2 separate regions of the Nomascus leucogenys genome follow, and region 1 is linked to region 2. A link is a contact called in public Hi-C data. All regions are on one chromosome and are shown on one strand. Each heading gives the region's core, a stretch centred on a gene start, on an enhancer-like site or on the middle of the called end of the contact. The rest is flanking DNA. Distances are from core to core; before and after follow the strand shown.

The links. A called contact is a pair of places that touch in the nucleus more often than the background predicts.
Region 1: a contact with region 2 is called in a Hi-C map of an unstated tissue, with 4 times the contacts expected there. The contact joins the enhancer-like site here to the promoter of NKX2-2 in region 2. A contact is called at or near these places in 2 of 4 Hi-C or Micro-C datasets (a lymphoblastoid cell line and an unstated tissue).

Annotation. Positions count from the first base shown.
Region 1 is chr13:44,001,367-44,005,804 of Asia_NLE_v1, reverse strand. No RefSeq gene overlaps it. Among named protein-coding and RNA genes, the nearest start is that of KIZ, 27 kb to the right of the region's middle. Within about 2 kb of position 1,939, the one cell type or tissue checked has an H3K27ac peak away from gene starts, as active enhancers do. A contact at or near this core is called in a lymphoblastoid cell line, where this site is marked.
Region 2 is chr13:43,573,805-43,577,817 of Asia_NLE_v1, reverse strand. NKX2-2 (homeobox protein Nkx-2.2) reads right to left here and starts at 1,373. Exons shown (of 4, transcript XM_030826388.1): 1 at 1,301-1,373.

The sequences.
Region 1 (4,438 bases), core at 690-3,189, 430 kb before region 2:
ATTTTTATATGTATAAAAGCCTGCATGGCCCAGCAGTGTCTATAGTTCTATGGGGAAAAAAACTAATGAAATGCAAGAAGAAAATGTTAAAAATAGAAATGAATGTGCCCGGTAGAAATGCTATTGTCATACTCTTGTGACACAATGACTACTTTTCTGGAAAAGTAATTCTTCAATTGAGCCCAGGCAAGCATTGAATTCACTGTAAAGTTGTATATTTAAACCTGTAGTCTGAAGGGTTTGCCTGTATTTAAAGCTCAATGCTACCTGGGCTCATTAGAGTACCAGGACAAAGCTCTAGCATGTTACTGCTTTGACACTCCTCAGAACTTCTAGGTAGTTTTCAGTGGCTTCAAGTACTTAGATTGCTGGCAGTATAGGAAATAGAAAGTAGAATATTGAATGGGTGAGGTGTATACATCAAACATGTGGGAATGTATAGACAGAGAGATAAAGATCCTGCTCGAACATCCTATTATATTGCAGAGGGTGCAGAACAATTCCAGGGTAAACACAGGCTTGGAGTAAACAGAGCTGCAATGTGCAGGTTGCACGAATTAGAGCATCCTGAGTCTCATTCATGATCAAATGGTTCCTTTCTAGACTTTTTATCAGGAACAGGCTCTGCTCTGGGTAACAGAAAGATAAAAGAACATAATCGCAGCCATGAAATCTTTAGTGTAGAAACAAGAAGAGCAACGGGTAAGTGTTTAAATTCAGGCCTGTTTTAACAACACAACGGCCTCATTCTACAAGTGCCTCCTTTCCAGTTTGGGCCAACTCAGTGCTTTGGCTGAGTCTGTGACAGGATGTGTGCCCTCTCCACGGTTTTGGATAAACCTGTGCTTTCTGGGAAGTTGCTTTCAGGATGCGGGTGCACTGGCTGAGGGTGAAGATAGGAAGGAAGGACAGTGGTCAGGAGGAGGATAGCCCCGAGCCAGGCAGGACAATATCCAGCCAAAATAATTTACCCTGCTTTCTGGTAAACACAATATATTTTTATGTACTTACATTTGAAATAAACAATACCTGCACGTGGGGAGAAAAGTGAAAGATTCAAGAAACAGCACAGTGGAAAGTTGGTCTCCCTGTAGCCCACCTACCTTGGTTCCTTTCCAGTGGCAACTGTGAGCCTTCCTTACAGATATTTCCATGCACAAATTGTCACTCAATTTCAATCCACGATCTTTAAAAACACAGCTCCCCATCCCTATCCAGCCCCTCCCAGCACCCAGGTCTTCTCTTCCCCTTCAGGTCATTCTTCACCCATCCCCACTCCCCAACATATTTCTTCATCTTGGGGTACCTGACAGACGACCTGCTGACACCCTGGTGACCCAGGGGCCCTTCTTTTTTTATATATAAGGGTTAGAGTTATTGCTTAATGATAATTACTTATTTTACACATTGTCGTCTGCTGATGTTTAAAAGATAAGAAGACATTTGTCAGGGCGGGTGCCTGAGGCTCTCAGAGGACTCCGGGAGACCCTGCCAAAACGTTTCCAAACTGAATAGTCATTGGGCTGCCAGATAATTCAGAAACTATTTGTATGAGCTGTTTATCAAATTATTAACCGCACAGATGTTGTTTGGCTGAAGAGCAGCTGAATCCCCTCTCTGGCAGCCGCGGAGACAAAGGTCTCCAGGAATAATTGGAGATGTGCATGGAATATTAAATTAATTTACTGCTGTTAATTCTTATGCAAATTCTGACCTCCGATGGCGCCTATCAATTACCCCGCGCGCAGTGAAAGCGAAAGCGACAGTTTCTTTTCTTCTCTTTGCTTTTTTTTTTTAAGAACTCGAAAAAGGAAATATTTGCAATAAGCAGGCGGTAGTAGCACTTCGTAACTGAAATTATTTAATTGAATCTTCAAGTTTTTAGGAATGTCCGTAGAGGATAAAACCCCAGTGCTCAGGGGAGAGAGTGGGAGGGGTACAGGGGGCGGAGGAATTTGTTGGTTTGACTGTACACCTGCGGGCGGCGGCAAAATACTGCCACGAGCAGGGACCAGTGATGTCAAATAAAACATTGGCTTGTAGGCGGACGCGGGCCTTGGGAATCGCGCGAGCCCAGCGTTAGCCCGGGGTTTCACCGAAGCCGACGATTCGAAGGGAGTCGCGTTTCCGCAAACTGCATCGCTAGGGGCCTGGCGTGGAAGCTCCTCTGCGCAACTTTCCTCCACCGCTGCCTACAAGGGAGGCTCTGGCTTCCATTTACTTATTTTTTAGGGGTTTTAACCTTAGAAGGTTCCTGCTTTTACAACCGCTAACCCAAAAAACATTTTTTTTCTTTTTGTTCTTTGTAAAACCAAACCACTATGCTGTGCGTTCATGTTCAACTCTGTTGAAATCCCGGGTGGGCCGAAATGAGATTTAATTGTCTCCTGCGTGGAGAAGTGACATCCACTTTTTCCCCTGAATTGAGCAAACACCAGGGCTTTGTCTGAGCTTGTGGCTTAAACGCCTGCGGTTTCTGCACCCAGTTGGTGGGTTGTAAGACCGGAGGTTTCCAAGTCTTACTAGTCTTACTTTCATCATGTTTCTAATAAGGAAAACCAAATCGGGCCCATAATGTCATCAGCCCCGGCCCGACCGCGCCGGGACCTCGGCAGCCCGATGATGTCGCCAGCGGCCCCGGCGCAGCCACGACGCGTCGCCTTTCAGCTCCTCGCGGTCCCCACAAAAGCCAGACAACAATATCAATTAATCATGCAGCGGGCAAACAAGGAGATTTATCCCGCGACAAACAGCCCCACCGAGAGCCGCTGAATGGGCGTGATTAGCATGTGAAAAGGCGAGCAAAACTCCGCGGTTCAACAGCTAAAGAGCAATTTGATGGGGCTGGGATGGGGAAATTACTTGATTAGCGTCCGTCGGAGGAGAGCACGGTTACAGCCCCTCGGCCGGGAATCCGACAGGGGAACAAAACGCGCTGGTAAACGCGGCGACGTGCAGGGAGCGCGGGCGAGGGAGGGAGCGCGGGGGCGGACATCGAGAAGCAATCGGGGTGGTGGCAGAAATAGGGGCTGACCCGCTAGCCCCTGCCAAACCCCGACCACCCTCACCTAGGGCTCCCGGGCCGGGACCGGGCGGACCCAAGACTTCACCCAGCGCTGGAGGTCGACTTTAATTTAAAGCGCTGCCCCGGCTCTGGCCCCGAAAGAGAGTAACAGAGGCGCGTGCGGGGGGGAAAGGCCCACCCACGCTGTCCCTGGAGTCCCCTCCAGTGTCCCCAGGGACGCAGTCCGCGGCCGCCAGCTCCGGGGGCTCGGGCCCCAGGTTGGAGTAGCCACGCTAGCGGCTAGGCAGTTCCACCGGGTAGCTCAGCGCTTCCTTTTGCGCAGGCAGCTAACTTTGGAGCCGGGCAAGACGTATTTACCCGCTCCTTCGAATTTAACCGCCCAGTGCCTGCCTCCTGGAAAAGCTGCCACGATTGGGCTTGGGCTTGGCCTTAGTCATGAAAGGTTTCCTCGGCTGCGCCACCATGGGGATGGAGATGGGAGTTGGAACACAGCCCCCTAGCTGCGTGCAGGGGCCAGAGGCTCGCGGGGGGCACGCGGGGGTGGTTGGGGGTGGAGTGCGGCGTGGGGTGAGGGCGCGACCGCCTTGGGGCAGGGGCGGTGATGGAGTAGCTCCGGGCTCTCCCCGGACTCGAATGTACAGCCCCAGGCCGGCCTTGGATCCTTGGAGGCGGATACGCAAGGCCAGACCTGGCGGCGTGGCCAGTTGGGCATCGAGGTATCTTTCCCAGGCCTGGAGGGCAGTGCTGAAGGCCCGCGGCCGAGATTCTGCTTTAGGTATACTTGGGCCTCGCAACTGAGCTGTTTGCGAACAGAGACCTGGCGAATCGCCAAGGAGCCGCGCGGCTCAGCGTCCCCACTTCAAGGCCAAGTGGAGAGTGAGGACACACTGAGGCCCCCTGCTATCTATCATGCCATCTTAAGCGGGCACCGACTCCTTACCCTGAAAAGACCCTGGAGCTAAAGCCTGCTCCTATACCAGAGAGGGGAATTTAAGTTTCCCACTCTCGACGTGTCTGGAACCTTCCCTCTAGCCGCATACCCACAACGCCCTGCTTCCTGGCTCCTCCCAGTGTCAAGGAAGGGGAAAGACTCCCAACCTGTCCTCAAAGTCTCAGACTAACTCGCTCCAGGTCACGGGACCCACTAAGAGGGCCTTTCCAGCTCATGCCCGGAACAGGGGTGCAGCGGCGACCCTCCGGGATCTGGAGTGAGAGAATTTAACACGGCCTTCCTGAAGTACATTCACACAAATGTAAGAAAGACTTCAACGCACAGAATCGCCAAAGCCCTTGCCGTCTTAAACAAATCCTGCCCCTTGGCACAGAAGAACGGAGAACCAAGGAGTCAACTCCTATTTTATAAGAAAAAAAAAAAAGGAAGGGGAGGGAGGAAGGGAGTGGATGGCCCCCACT
Region 2 (4,013 bases), core at 124-2,623:
GGAGCTCCAAAGAGCCTCCTGGTAGTGTGTGCGTGTGTGCTATGGGAGGAGGTTGGGGCGGAGGGGGCGCCCCTCGGAGACAAGGACCTCACCGAGGTTCATTTCTGATCCTCTGGCGATCTCTACTGACACAAACGAGAACTGTCCGGAGCCGGCCGCGGCCCAGGCGACACTCGCCTCCCAAACTCCAGTCTTCAGTCGCCTCTCCAGAGACCTCAGTCCACGGCGCGGGCCCTCAGCCCCGGCTCCTCCTGTCTGCGACTCCCACCGCTTGCCCTCCTGCTCATCACCACCGTCCCCTCACGTCCCAGTTCCGCCTGAGGAGAAGCCCCTGTCTCCACTGGGCGCCATCTCCAAATTACCTTCGGGACTTCTGCCTCTGTTTCAATCCCCGATCCCGAGCCCCCTGCGACGCACAGGGGGCGACTTACCCGGTGGAGGTGGGTGCAGCGGCCGCCCCTTCCTCACCGCGGCCCCGCCAGCCGAGGCGCAACCGGCCCCGAGCAATCCGGAGGGAGCTAGCCAGGCGCTCCGTGCGCCCGCTCCGCCTCCTACTCCCGGAGCTGCGGCGACAGCCCCGCCGCATTTCAAGGCGCGTCTTTATCTAGTACTCCACCTACCCGGACCCCCCTCGCTCTGCGCCCTTCCCCCACCGCGCGCCCTACCAGGCGGGGCTCAGGGGACCGCAGGCGGGGGCCGCCGCGGGTGCCGCGCCCCTCCCTCCTCCTCCACCCCCCAGCCCCGCACCTTCCCAGCCCCTGGGACAGTCCCGCTTTCCCTGACCGCACCGGAAAGTGCGCAGCGGCGGGAGCACCTGGCCTCGGCGGCAGGTAAAACTTTTCCTGACTGCAGGCGCGACAGAGGGGCTCTGCCTGTCCTCGAGTGCTCCCCACTCCTGCCGTGATCCGCAAAGTCGGGGAGAACTTCAGAGGCCCCGCACTTGCCCACCTGCTGCGTCCGGACTACGCGGCTTGGGGACTGAGCCGAGTCAGGACCCGGGAGAGCGAGGGGCTCATAACCGGGGTCCGCCATGAACCCGAGCTCCGGCGCCGCTCGGCGGCGACGACGGTGCCCCGAAACCCCTCTCTGCTGGCAGGCCGCGGTGACCGTGCCCGGAGCGCGTTCCCGCGCCGGGCGGCTGTGGCAGGAGGACCAGACAGTCAGCGCCTGGCAGCGAGGGCGACGCCGGGCTTCCTCCATCGCCACCGCCGGGCTCCGCTGCGGCTCCCGGGCTCCGCCGGGTGCCCCGCGCCACCCCCATCCCGCGTCCACCGGAAACGCGCGCCAGCTGGAGGCTCACCTGGAGCGCGGCTGCGCCGCTGGAGCCTCGGCTGGGCGAGCGCGCAGGTCCTGGCCGTTCTTTATCCCGAGTCACCGGCGGCTGCGGAGTCGCGGGCGCTCGGGCGGCGGCTCGACGCGGCGGGCGAGCGCTCCCCCTCCCGGCTCCGGGCTCCTGGCTCCAGGCTCCCGGCCCAGCGGCCCCACCCTCCCAGCTCCGGCCCCGCGGCCACCGCGCAGCCCCAGTGGAGGGGGCAGCTCCCCCGCGCCGCGCGCGCTCTGTTTGTTTTCCTTGCCGGACTGACGTGAGTCAAAATATTGGCCATATGTTCAGCGGTAATAAATTGGGTATGAGCGCAAACACACTTGGGCTTCGATGGCTCTTTCAGCTGCCACATGGTCGGCTTTGCGGGGAGGGGGCTTCCACCCCGCCTCGGCCCCCTGCCCCCAAACGCGCCGGTAGATTCCCTCCCTCCAGCGCCCCTCTGAGCTGGAGACCTGGGACCCCAGGTTTCTCCTGACCCTCGCCCCTCCTCCCTCCCCAGCAGTGCCTTGGACTCCGCAGCTCCTGGCGAGCCCGGACTGCTGGTTAACAAGGTCGCCATCTATAAATTGCTCGGTCGCTAAGACGCCATAAAACCAAAGGGCCAGATGTGGCACGTTATTTATGTGTGAAACCGCGTTTACACTAGATACGCGGATCCAAGGCCGATAGCACGACTTCGCGGGAGGTCACAGACCTCTCGCCCCGGCTCCAGGCTCCTCCCCCGGCACGATCTCCTCTCCAGGTTGAGGGGTATCGGTCTTCCCGGGAAAGGGATTCACCCCTGCAGCCCAGGGGAGGAAAGTGATTTCAGTGCGCTTGTGCCAAAATGCCACCTGTCCAGGATTAAAGGCAGTCTCTGGGGTTTATTTCCGTAGCTTTCCTGTTTCCCCTGCTCTTGCCTTCCTTTTGTTACGGGCCCCTGGGAGGTTGTTTTATTTTCCAGGCGGTTGATACGTTTCATGGGACCCGGTCTGACACAGCAAGGGTAGTGTGCTAGAGATGCCCAACTCTGTGGGTGGGTGGGATTTGAGGGTGGGGTCTCCTGAGCCCTGAGGGAAGGATTTTGGGAAGTGGAGCAGTTCACCTGGCTGAGGGAGCACCTGAAATTATTCTTGCCTCGGGCCGGTGGTCGCATGTCACCTGCCTTATTTAAATTGAAGGGCAGCCAGAGCACTGGGAGAGGCAGCCCTGGCCTCGGAATATGGAATCCGGTGGCCCTGGGTGCTGCAGGAAAGGGAAGTAAATACTCTGTTCTAATAGAAAACAATCGTTTTGCTTTCCTTCTTCAGAAGGCAGCCTCAGGACTGCATGTCCCCAAACTGGTCACCTCGTACTTTACTCACATGAATTCATTAAGAGGCATTGTCTCTCCATTGCCATTATTTTACTATTTCTTGAAGTGAACCAAATTCTCTCTGTGGTTAATAAGCACTGAGCCAGACCCCCTACCTTCCTTTTCATCTTCAAAACACCTGGGGTTCCCTGAATGACATCTTCCTTCTGGCCAAGGAAAATAAGAGATGAAAAATGTTGCCCTACTGCAGGGAAAAACATAAGCCTTTGACTTTACCATTACCAGTTACCCCAGGTCTGTGTTCACTGGATAACTATCCTTAGATGGCTGTTAAGGGTGGAAAAATGATGCTGTTGAAAGAGGGTGGGAGAGAAGGGGAGAACCAACATGGGCTGGGGGTGGGGAGGAGAGACCCATTTGATAGGGGCAAAAAGAGCTATAAAATGAACCTCTTAACCTGAAGTGCTGAGGAGGAACAGTGACTCTCTGGGTTTGCTCTCTTGGGCTTTAGATGAGCTCCTAGAAAGCTTTAGTTAACTGCAGAAAAACCTGGGGCTACCTTCAGGCCTGCAGGAGTGGTTGATCTTGGGAAATTATACTATTTTTCACTCTTCTTTCTTGGATTTTTACATCTTTATTTATGGTTAAAACCCAAACTATAGGGTCTATTTCTGGGTTTACATTACCTCCAAGTGGAAGCGCTGAGATCACAGATCAATTGCTTCTTTGGATGAAAATATTGCTTCATGACCAAAATTAGACAAGCGGATTTGAAGGCAGGCCTTCACATATGTAGTCTTCGTGGGAATGGGTGTCTTTGTCTCACAAGTGCCCTGTGAAGAGGCTCATGCTTTCTTCCTGCATGTACCACAGATATGTGCTAGGCAGAGGACTGAGATGCAGACAAGGAGCTTAGAAAGTCAGGGTCTGGTGCTCCCAGGGTGGAAAACTGAGATACATGAAGCAAAGAGTACATCAAGGCAGGCTTTACATCATTCCCTGGTTAGGTAAACCCATTTTAAACCAGCAAATGTAGCAGGGCATCTACTAGGTAACTGATACTAAAAATCCATGACAAAGAAGATGCAGTGGGGAGCAAGCATAAATGAAATACGACTGCTTAGATACAACTCCTGTTTCTTCTCTTTGGGCTTATTCAGTAATCTGGTGCTAAACTTCATACACTACACCCTCCAACCTCAACAGATTGCATGCGGTTCTTAGTTCCACCACCTTTTATGCTATTCTTACTTCAGAAACCTTCCTGTCCTACTCATGGACTCAAAATTCACAGACTTTTCACATGGGAAAAACCTTCCTCCACGAAGCCCCCTCCAAAAGGCACCATCAGGTATAGTTGTTCCCCTCTGGGAGTGATCAGTTCTCACTTGCAAG